2 separate regions of the Zea mays genome follow, and region 1 is linked to region 2. A link is a contact called in public Hi-C data. All regions are on one chromosome and are shown on one strand. Each heading gives the region's core, a stretch centred on a gene start, on an enhancer-like site or on the middle of the called end of the contact. The rest is flanking DNA. Distances are from core to core; before and after follow the strand shown.

What was found. Hi-C and Micro-C count contacts between places; a contact is called where the count stands out from the background.
Region 1: a Hi-C map of ear shows a contact between it and region 2, with 2.6 times the contacts expected there. The contact joins the promoter of LOC100276184 here to the promoter of LOC103649923 in region 2. A contact is called at or near these places in 5 of 25 Hi-C or Micro-C datasets (bundle sheath, ear, leaf and 1 more).

The regions. Positions count from the first base shown.
Region 1 is chr3:32,600,525-32,607,335 of Zm-B73-REFERENCE-NAM-5.0, forward strand. It overlaps LOC100276184, which reads left to right and starts at 2,824. Exons shown (of 1, transcript XM_020550170.2): 1 at 2,824-3,503. The coding sequence starts at 3,102. The coding sequence ends at 3,314.
Region 2 is chr3:32,344,984-32,351,570 of Zm-B73-REFERENCE-NAM-5.0, forward strand. LOC103649923 (DNA excision repair protein CSB) reads right to left here and starts at 4,528. Exons shown (of 7, transcript XM_008675604.3): 1 at 4,169-4,528; 2 at 3,877-4,069; 3 at 3,266-3,799; 4 at 2,768-3,170; 5 at 995-2,451; 6 at 207-641; 7 at 1-119. The coding sequence starts at 3,969.

The DNA of each region.
Region 1 (6,811 bases), core at 1,574-4,073, 250 kb after region 2:
CGGTTCATCACCAAGATGGAGATCCAATCATACCGGCCGGTGGTGCATGCATGTCTCTTGGTCCAAGAGTAGAGACAGCCTTGGCGACCAAAGAGGCTGGGGCTGGGGCTTGCATTGCGGTGGTTAGGAAGCAGCAGTAGGTGAAACGAAACCATCCTGTTAGAGAGCTGCCGTTTTGGCTTTGTGCGAGTGGCTTTGTGGTAGTGGCGCGTACTGTTGAGGTGTCCTGCTCCTTCCTCCTCTTCCTACGGGCTATCTCACTCATCCTCATCTTACAATTCAAACTCTACTGTATATGTCTACAGTACAAAACAGTTTTTATATGGCTACGGCATGCACAATCTGCTATTCATAGCCTAATTCATGTTCCCTCACTAGTCTCATGCACGCCCCAGCTATGTGTTTGGTTTGAGGTCAAAGGAGGACGAGACGAGAACAACATCGTCTACTCGATTTTTTGGATCACGCCACCACCAAAATTACTCCGGTGTTCACTTCGCCCTCACATGCCTCTCATCCAAACACTATATAAATTGTGGACGTCCCCTTTATCCCTCCTTATACATCCAATCAAATACACCATACGTACTCCTGGCCGAATTTTTTGTATTTCAGCCCAATTTATGAAAAATATTCACGTTTAGACCCCTGGATGACTTATGTCAGTTTTAGACCCTTTGCTCGGCGCCATGTCTCATAGCGCCGAGCTAACACAACTCGACGCCATAGATCTTGGCGCCGAGGCGTGTGTTGCGATGGCCACCGGGCGATGACGTGTTGCCGACGGGGAACCGAGCTCGGCGCCATAGATTTTGGCGCCGAGCTCGGAAGTAAAATATCAGCCATCCTTTCTCTATCCCGCTACTCTCTCCCATCTATACCTTGGTATACAAAGTTTTCCATCTTAAATCTAGTCGTTTTTCACAAGATTGGAATGGAGAGAATGTTAAGAAAAGAGGTGGGCGCAGCTCTCGGCCAGGAGAACGACCGATTTATAGGACTTCCTAGCTCAGTGCCAAGATCTGTGACACCGAGCTAGGAGGTCACGTCAGCGCCACGACAGCCCTAGCCACCGCTGCCCGCCGACGCCACATTAAAGCTCGGCGCCATTAGGGGTGACAATGAGCTTTAAATTTTATACTATAAGATTTAAGGATCGGATCGAATTAGGATCACGCCCTATTTGTACTCATTTTTGAACTAGAATTTATTTATGGCCCTACTATTTTGTGAAGAAGCATTTGGATCACGATCTATTACCACCCCTAGGCGCCATAGGCTATGGCGGCAAGTGTTGGTCACTTGTTCTCAAATGCTATGAGTTAAGAACAAGACAACACAAAATATTAAATGTTAATGTCTTTCGTCCTTCGAAGCATTATTTCTCTTAGGATATAATGATCTTCAGATAAAGGTTATAAAGGACATACCTTCATAAATACGGTATATGTTAATAAAAGAAGAAACATATGAAATATAAGAGACAATATAAACAATCATATAACATTATTAATTCATTCTCATCATATTATCCTGAAAAGACAGAAACAATATTGAATTACAAATGTACCTTCGGCTTGATAGAGGGTAAAAGTACAAGCGTGACACACAAGCGAATATAAGTCAGCGTGAACGGTATGGGGGCACTGTTCATCTATTTATAGGCACAGGACGCAGCCTGTGGGAAATTACATTGATGTCCTTTACATTTACTATTGACTTATAGATAAATCTATGAGGATTAGATAGACTTTTCCCCTTTAAGTCGGTTCCTTTTTCCGTTATTTAGTCGAAGCTCCCTTGCACGTAGCTTCGAAGCAACTCTAACCTTCGTCACGATCATGCTTTTTACATCGTATATGCTTTTAACCCGAGTTCGAAGTTACCTATTCATATGTCACACTTAGAAGATATTGTTAAATTACGTTTTTTAGGAACTTCGGAGAACGAAGGCCCCCAACAGCGAGATGTGTTAGCTCGGCGTCATAAGCTGTGACGCCGAGCTAAGGATCCAAAACATGAAATAAGTCATCCAGTTGTTTAAATGTACTTTTTGTAGAAAAAATGTTTAAAAACCAAAAAATCGGTACTCCTGGCAAGCGGGCCCAGACATTTGAGATTGGGTATTCAAAAATTCAAAAGATTGAAGAATTTAGTGTTTAACACTATTTTATGTAATACATTATTGACAAATTAGTGTTCTAACACTATAGATCACCAAAAGCATAGGTATTCAATGAATACCCATGAAACCCCCTGGGCCCGCCCATGCCTGGCCCTGCGCCGACGTCGTCGTCCTTGCAATTCCATACGCAGCAGCGCGTAGGGGACGAACAGGAACATCACGCACCGGCGGGCTGGTTGATTATTTCGATGGCGGCATGGATGTCCGTGTTGTCCTGTACGCCACTGCCATCGTCTCTCAGCTTCTAGTTCCAGCAGTCAGTGCTGCGCTGCGCTGGACTTTTCGGCGCATCTTAAATAATGGCCCAGTGCAAAGCTTCATTCCTGTACCAAACTACTACTATATAGTACTACTCCAGTATAGTGATAAATCCTCCTTGCGTTTCGCTCTTAATTCAAGCAGAGCTTGTTGTTTGATATATATGTTTAATTGCAATTAACATCGATCTGGGATATTCTGAACCGTGATTCGTGTCTACCTGATGATCCTCATCATCAGCAGTCCAGAATCCAAAGGCTAAAGACCAGGAGTCAGGTGCAAGTCCTAACTGAAAGTCATTATATTAATTTTGCATTGGTGTGGCGCACTTTGGTGGTCATTATATTGCTCCGGTCCGGTTAATTTGCTCTGGCGTGGCATGCGGGCATGTGCATGACAGCTCCGTCGCAACCTCTGTATTTTGGTCCCTCCCTCTTGGGCCGTAGGGCACCTTGTGTGCACCCTGCATATATGTGGAGAGCTCATCTCTGCCAGTGCCAGGCCACACGCACACCAAGAGATAGAGATTGCTGGTCGAGAAGAAGAGATGTTACATATATAATAACTACTGTAGGCAGCGGCATCTCCTGCTGGGACGAAGATTCAAGAAGCTAGCTAAGAGAGAAGGGCATAACGAGATAATAAGCAGCGCGCGAAGATGCAAGACTGGGCGCCGGTGTTCGTCTCGCTGGTGCTCTTCATCCTGCTGTCGCCGGGCCTGCTGTTCCAGATGCCGGGCAAGTGCCGGATCATCGAGTTCGGCAACTTCCAGACCAGCGCCATCTCCATCCTCGTCCACGCCATCCTCTTCTTCGCCCTCGCCGCCATCTTCCTCGTCGCCGTCGGGGTGCACATGTACCTCGGCTCCTAGGCGGCGGCGCGGGGCGCCGTACCTTCTCTCTCTCGCCGCGCGCGCCATCGTTCTCTTCTTTTATGTTCTCTCTCTATATATATAGTCTGTATGAATGAATGATATCATATAATAATGTACGTACCGTCGTCCATGCATTTGCCCTTATATCTGTCTGCCTTCTGATCCGTAAACGAATTCAGTTCTTCAGTTTTTTTTTCCTCCTCTACCGTTTGTTCACAAAGCTAGCTCAGCTGTAGCGTGCTGCGTGCATGCATGAACCATGATGGCGTAGTATCAGATCGACGACGAAAGGAGCTAGAGCAGGTTTCGCTTTTGTGCCTCTGATTAATCTGATGCAGCTAGAGCGTCGCAGTACGTACATACTGTAGGAGTGTAGCCGTATACGTACGTACGTACGTAGAGGTCTCTCGCTTGGTGCCGGGTCGCGGCGTGGGCGATGTGATGGGCGTAGCAAAGGAACAAAAGCAATTGATACGCTAGCTACCTCTCTCGTGAGCAAGTGAGCAACATGGACGTCGTCTTGTGTGGTTCACTGCTGATACGGGACGGCCGGGTCGCTGCAGATCTCATCTGGCTTGGCATCCATGTGAGAGAGATATGCTTGGCTATGGCGGTATGGCCTATATCTATACGGGATATGAAGCGTGTGGATCAGGTAACTCCGGCCTGCTCGCGCCACACGAAGACGACGCACGAACGGCGGCCAATTGAAACCAACGACTGCGTGCGTGAGCCTATAGATGGACAATGAGCATGAGGCCCGTGAGCCTAGCATGAAGCCCGCTGTTTGGGTTCGATCCAAGCCCGGTACGGCTCGGTTCTATGCGGGCCCGGGCCGACCCGGCAAGAATAAGTGGGCCGAACTCGGACAGAAAACTAGGCATGGTGGGCTAGCCCGGCACGGCCCGTTTACCTCTAAGCCCGTTAAGCCCGCTTTTTGCACTAAAACGTGCTTACGGGCCCGCTTAGCCCGTTTTCCGTGCTAAATAGGCCGACCCGACCCGTTTAGGCCCGCTGAGGGCCGGGTTCAGACAGGAAATTGACCCCGCAAACTTAGCCCGGTTTTCTAACCGTGTCTGGCGAGCCGGGCCCAAAACACACGTTAGGGCATCTCTACGTGAGCCTGATGATGTGACGTACACTACCGGAATCCGGGTCTTTGCCGAGTGCTTTTTGTCGGGCATTCGGCAAAGAAGCCGTTGCCGAGCGTCGCACTCAGCAAAGTCCTGCTCTCAGTAACGACGACGTTTGCCGAGAGCAGGACTCTCGGCACAAGAATACACTCGACAAAGATTTTTTTGCCGAGTGCCACACACTCGGCGAAGGGCGGCTCTAGGCAAAGGCCGTCAGCCGCCGTCAAAAGCTGACGGACGTTACCTTTACCGAGAGCCGAGTTCTGGCACTCGGCAAAGAATCTTCTTTGCTGAGTGCACCACCCCCCCACCCCCCCCCCCCCGTTTGACACTCGGTAGAGCAGGCTGTGCCGAGTGCCCCAGCTGGACACTCGGCAAAGTATTTTTATTTTTTTTATTTTGCCAAATAAACTTTTTTTATTTCTCTTAGGTTTCTACACATACTGCCTCACAACTTTCTCGAAACATTCTCAAATTTTTATCACAGACTCTATATATGATATCATGACATGTGGACAAGGTTCATGATTTTTTGTCTTTGTTTGTGTTTTATACAATTTTTAAACTACTTGATGGCAAGTTCACGGTCATGTTTAGTGAGCATGATGCTCGAAAATTTCAGTCTACTCCTGAAATCGGTCGTAACTTGTGTTAACTAAAACGGATATCATTTTTGCATTCACGATTTTCATTTTTCGAGTGACTTGCAGTTCAAATCAGAATCGTCCGAAGAAATTCAATTAAACGAACTAAATCGAATAGTTATAGAAAACACTTTTATAACTATGCCAAAATGAAACATTTAAGTCTACAAAGTGTAAAAACATGCCACAAAAAGTTTGGTTGGCAAAATAAAAAAAAATTAAAAATATGCTTTGTCGAGGCCCAAGGAAGGCACTCGGCAAAGAATGCTTTGCCGAGTGCCAGACGGGGGACACTCGGAACATATGTCTTTGCTGAGTGCTTGTTAGGGGACACTCGGCAAAGACGTCTTTGCCGAGTGCCCGCGATTTGGCACTCGGCAAAGCGTATTTTTAAATTAAAAAAAAATTGTCGAGTGCCAGATCGCGGTCACTCGACAAAGAATGTGACATTAGCCGCACCGAGCGCCCACTCGGGCACTCATTTCTCTCTCGCCGCTCTCTTCTCTCTCCACCGACAGTCGTCGTCGCCGCCTCCATGCCACGCTGCCGCCTCCACGCCACGCCGCCTCCACCAGCAGCAAGATGACGACGACGCTTAGTAGGACGCCTCAGGTTTGAGGAGCGTCTACCTATGAGGTCCCACGAGTCTCCCTCAGTGTCTCATACTTTGGGACAGGCGGTCGCTGATTCGGCCTGATGGGGAGAGGCATGTAACTTTATGTTCTTCATTCTTCTTCATATTATATGTTCAAAATCATAATATAAACTAATACTTTTTATTTTTCACTTGAACGGGTCTTGTACGGTTGTGGAGAATGCTGGGGGTCATCGTCGCAACCCCAATGGCATCCTCGGTCTGCTGTGCAGGGAACACTTCCCTAAACTAGCTGAGTACGCCGGAGTGACGGGCCCAGCCTACACCTTCGACCACTACGTCGTTGCCCCCGATGTAGTAGACCGGGACGGCCAGGAATTCAATAACAAGGCGGAGCGGGTGAAGCAAGAGCTATGTGTAAGTCTTACTATAATGTAAAATATGTCGCATTTGTTGCACATTCTTGAAATAATGTATGGATACATCGTTTTTGTATGCGAGATTTCTTCAAATGCGAGGCTGGATACGTGGATAGGGCGGATGTGGTGGCCACCACGAGCTGTAAGAAGCTCGTCGTGGACATGCACTATAAGGCACGAATCCAGGCCATCGTCAGCTACCACGGCTCCGTCCTTGGGGAGAAGGTGACCAAGCAGCAAGCCCGAACCATGTCGTTGATCAGGGACAAGTACCTGCAGGTAAAGTCATGCATGTTTGGTACTAGTGCTCCGTGCATGAATTTAATTTTATCTTCTGATATGCAGTGTATGTGTTTACTTTGTAGATGATTCCATATTGGTGTGCCCCACATCCTCTGTGTTGGGAGCAGATGGTGGATAGGTGGTGCTCGCCTGAGTGGGACGAGGCGCACAACGCTAGCCGGGAACGGCGTCTGATGATGCAAGGTCCCTCCCACCACCAAGGCAGCTGTAGCCTAGGCCAATATGCAGAAGCATGGGTACGCCCTCTTTTTATTTAGGTATATAGCACTGGATTAGGTATTATTTCTAACTATCTCGTTGGTTTTCTTGCAGTCAACGTTGAAAGGGAAATAGGGTTTAACCTTTTCTATAAATAATTTTTGTGGTTGAATGCCCAACACAAATAATTGGACTAACTAGT
Region 2 (6,587 bases), core at 3,278-5,777:
AGCATTCGCGATTGACGTAAAGCTTCAGCTGCCCTTTGTGCCACTTGTGAAGCTTCTGCTTCTAAGCGCACTTTCTGGTCATCGTTAGCATCCATTATGGCATCATGATTGATCGCACTCTGAGTGAGATCAGAAAACAGGATGTTAATTCAGAAAACTGAATCACCGCATAAAAAAAATGTTAGGGGTGAGAAAAGGATGCTTACATGAATGCCTTGAGCACCAAAAAGACTCTTCAAAATGCTCGATTCTTCGTCTGCTTGGTCAGAGTTATCATCCACTTTACTGTTCCCACCATTAGATGGTTCAGCTTCACTGGTGCTTGACAAAGCCGAAGCAATATGTACCTGATGCTGTTGACCATCATTTGGAACTCCAACGTTCACATCTTTGGACAATTGGCCGAAAATATTTGACGTTTCAGTTGAACCATTCCCTTCATCATCTTGTAGTGTGAATAAATCCTTCATGTCTCTGGCTTTAAAGAATCTCCTCTGCTGAGGGTTTTTCAGTACTTTGTTGGTAAGGAAATGCTTGTATATCTGTCGATGATAGACTTTCTCCTCTATTGTCCCACGTGTGATCAGTCTGTAAACCATTACATCTCTAGTTTGCCCAATTCGCCATGCACGTTCTCTGGCCTGCATCACAAAAAAATTAATCAGATAAGTGCTGGTCAGATATTGATGCAAGCTTGCAGAGCACTTTATGAAGGAATAATGAAAGCGTGCACATAGCTTAGGAGTTAGGACATAATAAATGAGATATTATGCTTGTAAGACTATAAGCAGATAATGATTCAAAATTGTTCCTCTCTAAAGTCATCACTCAACTGGCATCCAGATTTTATGTCAGCCTTTTTAAGGTCCAGTACAACAATTGTACTGATTGTCACACTAATTGATGTACACAAATAAGTTAAAAGCTAATATGTAGTACACACCTATAAGAAGTACAAATAAGCTAGACACAAGATACTCAGAATAAACTGCACCTGCATGTCTGTTGAAGGGTTCCAGTCGGGGTCATAAATAATAATCCTGTTTGCGCCAGTCAAGTTTGTACCCAAACCACCAACTTTTGTGGTCAGAATGAAAACAAAGATTTCATCTGTGTTATTGAACTCGTCAATTAGTGCCATCCTTTGTTTTGCAGGTGTTAGTCCATCCATTCTTCGGTATTGGTAGTCACAGGCCGTCAGGAAGTTCTCTAAAATGTCAAGCATTTGTTGAGTTTGAGTGAACAGAAGAACTCGGTGACCTTGGTCCTTCCAGACTTTGAGAACTTGCTCAACTACTTTCATCTTTCCACTTCTTTCAGGATTCCCATAGTCAGGATTCTGAGCAGCATGTTCTCTCTCGAGTAGATCAGGATGATTGCATATTTTCCTTAGGACATCTATACCATACAGTGAATTTCTATTGCCATCAAATATTTGTTCCACCTCTGAACTAGCAAGAAAAGCACGATAAGTAGAACGCTGCCCTGCAGTTAGACTACAAAAAAGAACATGCTCTGTTTTCTTGGGGAGCTGTGCATTGACATCAACTTTCATCCGTCTAAGAAGATATGGCATGATAAGATCACGAAGAACAATAGCGCATCTGTATGCTGTTGACACTTGCAATGGTGTCGCATTAGCATAACCACCAACAGTAATTGGCACAGAAAATTCAGTCTCAAATACAGGCAGCACACCTAGTTTCCCTGGGAACACGAAATCGAAAAGAGACCAGAGCTCAGAAAGTTTATTTTGAATAGGTGCACCTGTCATGATTATCCTGTGCACAGTTTGCAGTTGCTTGCACACCAGCGTTATCTCAGCGTTAGGGTTCCTTATACGATGACCCTCATCCAACACAGCATATCCCCATTCTATATCAAGCAACTTCTCCCCTAAGATTCTTAGCTGCTCATATGTGGTTAAAAGCAAACCTGATCCCGAATTTACTACCCGTGAAATCAAGTCATCCCACTTCTTTGCAGGCTTTGCACGTCTAACCTCTTCCTGATCACTATCCCAAGAACCTTCGCTGTCAGAATCACTATATGCCTTGCTCTTTTTACTCGAACCATTTGCAGAATCATGTAAGATTTCCACCTTGAATTTTGGATACCACCTACTGGCCTCCCTTTGCCACTGTTGAAGAAGTGTTACAGGACAAACAACGATGCTGGGCTTGTACATGCCGCTGTTATGCAAAGAACCAAGAAATGATAGAACTTGCACAGTTTTTCCCAGGCCCATTTCGTCTCCAATAATTCCACCGGCTCTTTGACAGTGTAACTCCCACAGCCACTGCACTCCCACTTTTTGGTAATCAAATAGCTGTTCATAAATTGTGCCAGGAATTCTCAAACCACCTTCAAGAATAACAGGAGATAATCCACCTTCTGCTGCTTGATCATCATCCTCAGAAACTGATGTCGCAAAGTCCCCAACATCCTCACCTGTGAATACACAAATATTTCATTAGGAGATGTGTTCTATTCTGTTGAGTCATAGGGAACAACAAGAAAGGTATGGCGAGATAATCATTGATGATTTATTTTCAAAAGTTTTTTTCCCTTCCTGGTGGTGGTTTTGGGTTACCAATAAATAATAGGAAGAGGTTGCCAGGGCATGGAGCAATGAGTTGCCCAGGGGACTTATATAATAAGAAAACAACAAGAAAGATTACATCATTTGGTATATGCATACAGATTACAGAAATAGAATAATAGCAGAACCTACAGTCTAAGAAACTGTAAACCAAATTTGGCATACCATCAGTTTCCAATAGTGATTCCTTCCTTGAATTGGCTTTTCTCCATTTCTTGTCAGGCAAAGGCCTCTTGGTCTTATTCCTTTGTCTCTTCCTTTCCCGTCCTTCTGAACTAGGAGGTACAGGGCGTTTTAGGGGTCTTCCAAGCCTTTGAAATGGAGCAGTAGGTGCGTCCAGCCTAGGTAAAGATTCTGGATCAAGCAATTTTGTTGTAGGGCGACTTTGTGCAATTTGCTGCATTGACTGAGCGACTCTAGCAATCCTGGAAGCTTCAATTGCTTCTTCAGCTTGTTCGGAGGGATCATTTTGCCTATGAGAAGGTCCAGGTAATTCAACACGCTTCTCAAAGCCCTTCAATTTGTGAAATGGTGTCAGCAAGCCCTTCCTGATTAGTTCTTCCCTTTCCTACAGCAAACATAACATAACATCAGAATTAAAAGGCAGTGAAACATGGCAAATAAGACCAAAAAAAGAAGTAAGAAACCCCAAGGATAGCTCACTGTTTCCATAAATCCTGCAGAAGCCCCATCAAGCACTGCATCGAAGTCATCGTCGTCATCATAACTCATGGTTTTCAGTCTAGGAGCTGACGTTTTCTTAGGCCCTCGAGCCGGCATTAGCGACTTCTTCTTACGCCTTGGCTCCTCTTCAACCAGCATGGCTAGCATTTTATCTTTCCTGTTGTCCGAGCCAGATGGGTAGGGGTCCGACTGCAATATCTCTTTCTGAATCTGAGCTTTAGCTTTCTTGAGGCTTTTAAGGCGCTCAGTGGCAAGAGCCTGCTGGAGCGCTCCTCCATGAGGTTCATCCTGAGAAGTGTGATTGGCTTGTTTCTGCTTCTTTTTATCTTGTCCATCAACGCTGGCGTTCTTAGCTCTTTTAATGGTGGAAGCTACGGCATCGATCTCGAGTTGCACGGAACGCAGCTTCTGGTGCAGATTGGCCTGCGCATCAAACTCAGGCGCAACACTACTCCCGCTGGGGTCATCGACGGCTGCTCCTGGCTCGTCATCGCGCTTCGGTTCAGTTTGGACCTGCACACCACATACAGGAGGGCAACTTGAGCAACTTGGTGGTGCGGGGATTACTCAAAGCTGCGAGAGGACTTTGCCTGCGAGAGGATTTTCTTCTCGATGTCCTCGATGTTGGCGGACGTGACGCCGAGGCTGTGCAGCAGGCGCTGGTCGTCGTCCTCTTCGTCCATGGCGTCTGCCGGAGACGAGAGGCACAAGGCTCTCGCGGGCGAGCGCGTAGCAAGGGGCAAAGTAGCGGCCTTGTAGCCCCAGCACCCAGGCTTTGGGGATCTGAATAGCGAGGGGGCAGAGTAGGAATCCAGTCGAATTTGTCAGATGATATGCGCCAACCAAGCGAGGGCCGACGGATGGGTGGGATGGATTACTCACCACCAGTAACCCAATCCAATCCAATCCGTGTCGGCCGGCGGATGGGGGAGGGACGCCACGGCGGGGTAACAGCAATTCAACAGAGACGGCGGAGTACCGGCGTCCTCGCGTGCTGCTTAGTAGAGGCCGCGGCGGAGGAGGCTAAGAATTCCAGATGCCTCCCTCCAGTCCGCCCGTCCCTCCCCCTCCTCCCCGGGGCGAGCGCGATAGGGTACGGGGCTTCTTCCCCGTCTCAGCCCTCTCCGATGAACAGACCCCAACAGTAGCGGGGGCGGGGGATTCGTCGTTGTACTTGTATCGGTCGTGTACAGACGCCGCGCCGCCTTTGTGTTGGGTTTGGGTGTGTGACACACCTCTCACCACGTGCTTGATCCGGTGTCCGTTTAAATTAATAACACGATCTCAAATTTATAAAATATAAATAACTCGTTTAATATTTTTATACTTTTATAAGTATTTCATCTGTTCTTTTTTTTTCATGGTTTAGTTCAAAAATAAAAGCGATAAATATTCGAGAATGTAGGTAGTTATTTGTAAGACAAATAAGTGCATATAAATATTAGGGTTTAAAATTAAATAACAAGTAGTTATTTGTAGTTAAAATTTTATAAGTTTGATTTGAATTTTGTCCAAAATGACAAATAATAGGACATAGGAGGGAATATGCGGCAAGTTTAATTACTAGTAAAAACGTTGTCGGGTACCGTAATTAGGGGTACCCCCAATGCTTCTAAACGCGGCTCGAAAACATCTTTAGAGCAAACCATACACGACTGATAAGCACGATTCAAGTCAGGACCTCGACTACCAAGGGACGCGACCTCATCCGAGCCCAGCCTCGGCCTCGGACAGTAGTCTCGGCCGGATTCACGCCTCGCCCGAGGGCCTCCTCAGGCAGTAGGCGCACCCTCGGCTCGCCCGAAGCCCAGCTTGGGCAAACTTTGTCGTACAGCGACCTCGACCGGATCGCGCTATCAACCGACCGTATCGCATGCGCATTTAATGCGGGGATCGTCTGACACCTTATCCTGACACGCGCGCCTCGGTCGGCAAGGTCGAAGTGACTGCAGTCACTTCACCCTTTCACTGACCGATGTGACAGGAAAACAACGCTATTCACCCCGTTCCGACTGCTGTGCCAACCACCAGGGTAAAGCTGAGTCACGACCTCCCCCGAGTTCAGCCTCGGGCGCAACAGGGAGCTCCGCCTCGCCCGACCCCAGGCCTCGGCCTCAGGAGAAGTCTCCGCCTCGCCCGACCTAGGCCTCGGACCGACTACGCTACAGGGGATACATCATTACCCTACCCCTAGCTAGCTGCCTCAGGCTACGAAGGAACAAGACCGGTGTCCCATCTAAGGTTACTCCGGTAACAGGTAATGATGGTTCCCCGCGTGTGCCCATGACGTCAGTTGCTCTCAACCCCCTACGGAAGCAAGGAAACGTCAGCAGGATCCATGCCGCACCGCGAGCTATGCTTCTACAGGGCTCAAGGCACTTCTCCGACAGCCACGTTAGCACACGTACAGGGCTCAAGGCGCTTCTCCGCCAGCCACGTTAGCACATAGCTACACCCCATTGTACAGCTGGGCATCTCCGTGTATCTATAAAAGGGGATGTCCAGGGCCTTCCTAAGGCACGTTGAGACGTTGAGACGTTGAGAATAAGGGGAACGCAGAGACGCGGGGCAGACGAGACAGGCAGAGACGGACGCACGCAGGGACTCTCTCTCTCTCTCGCTCTCGTCCTCGCTCTCTCGCGACGCTTGTAACCCTACTACGAGCACCCCGGTGCAAGATAATATAAGCCTCATTCCCCCGCTTGTGTTCCATCTTGCATCAACACATCTGGGCAGGGGCACGCAGCAACAAATTCACTGGTCGGTTGACGGTCCTCGCGGGTCCGAAACGCCGACAGTTGGCGCGCCGGGTAGGGGCTCGCTGCGTGTTAACAAATACTTTCCCGTTGAGTTCCAGATGGGTAGCCTTCAGTAGCCTCTTCAGCCGGGGACGGTGCTCTGCTTCGGGAGTCTCGAGTTCATGTCCCGCGACGGCAGCTACGACATGGTACTCCTCCCCTCGCAGCGTGACAGCAACGACGGTCGTCGGCTCGCTCGGCGGCGGCGAACTCAACGACGACTTCCCCCCATGGCATAAGAGGAACACCCGAGTTTGCCCCCGCCACCCTCCTCGCCGGAGGAGGAGAAGACGGGGCAACCGTGGCCAGGCAGGAGGCGGCACCTCGTCGGCTGTCGGACCAGAGCGAGTCGACAACGCCGGCACCCCTGCGGGGGACATGTCAGGTGTTGTCCTCGCACCTGAGACAACGACAGGTGTCGCTTCCCCGCAACACGCCAACCCCAAGCGGACTGATGCCGCCAGCACCCTCACGAAGGACTTGCTGGGCGTTAGCCTCGTACC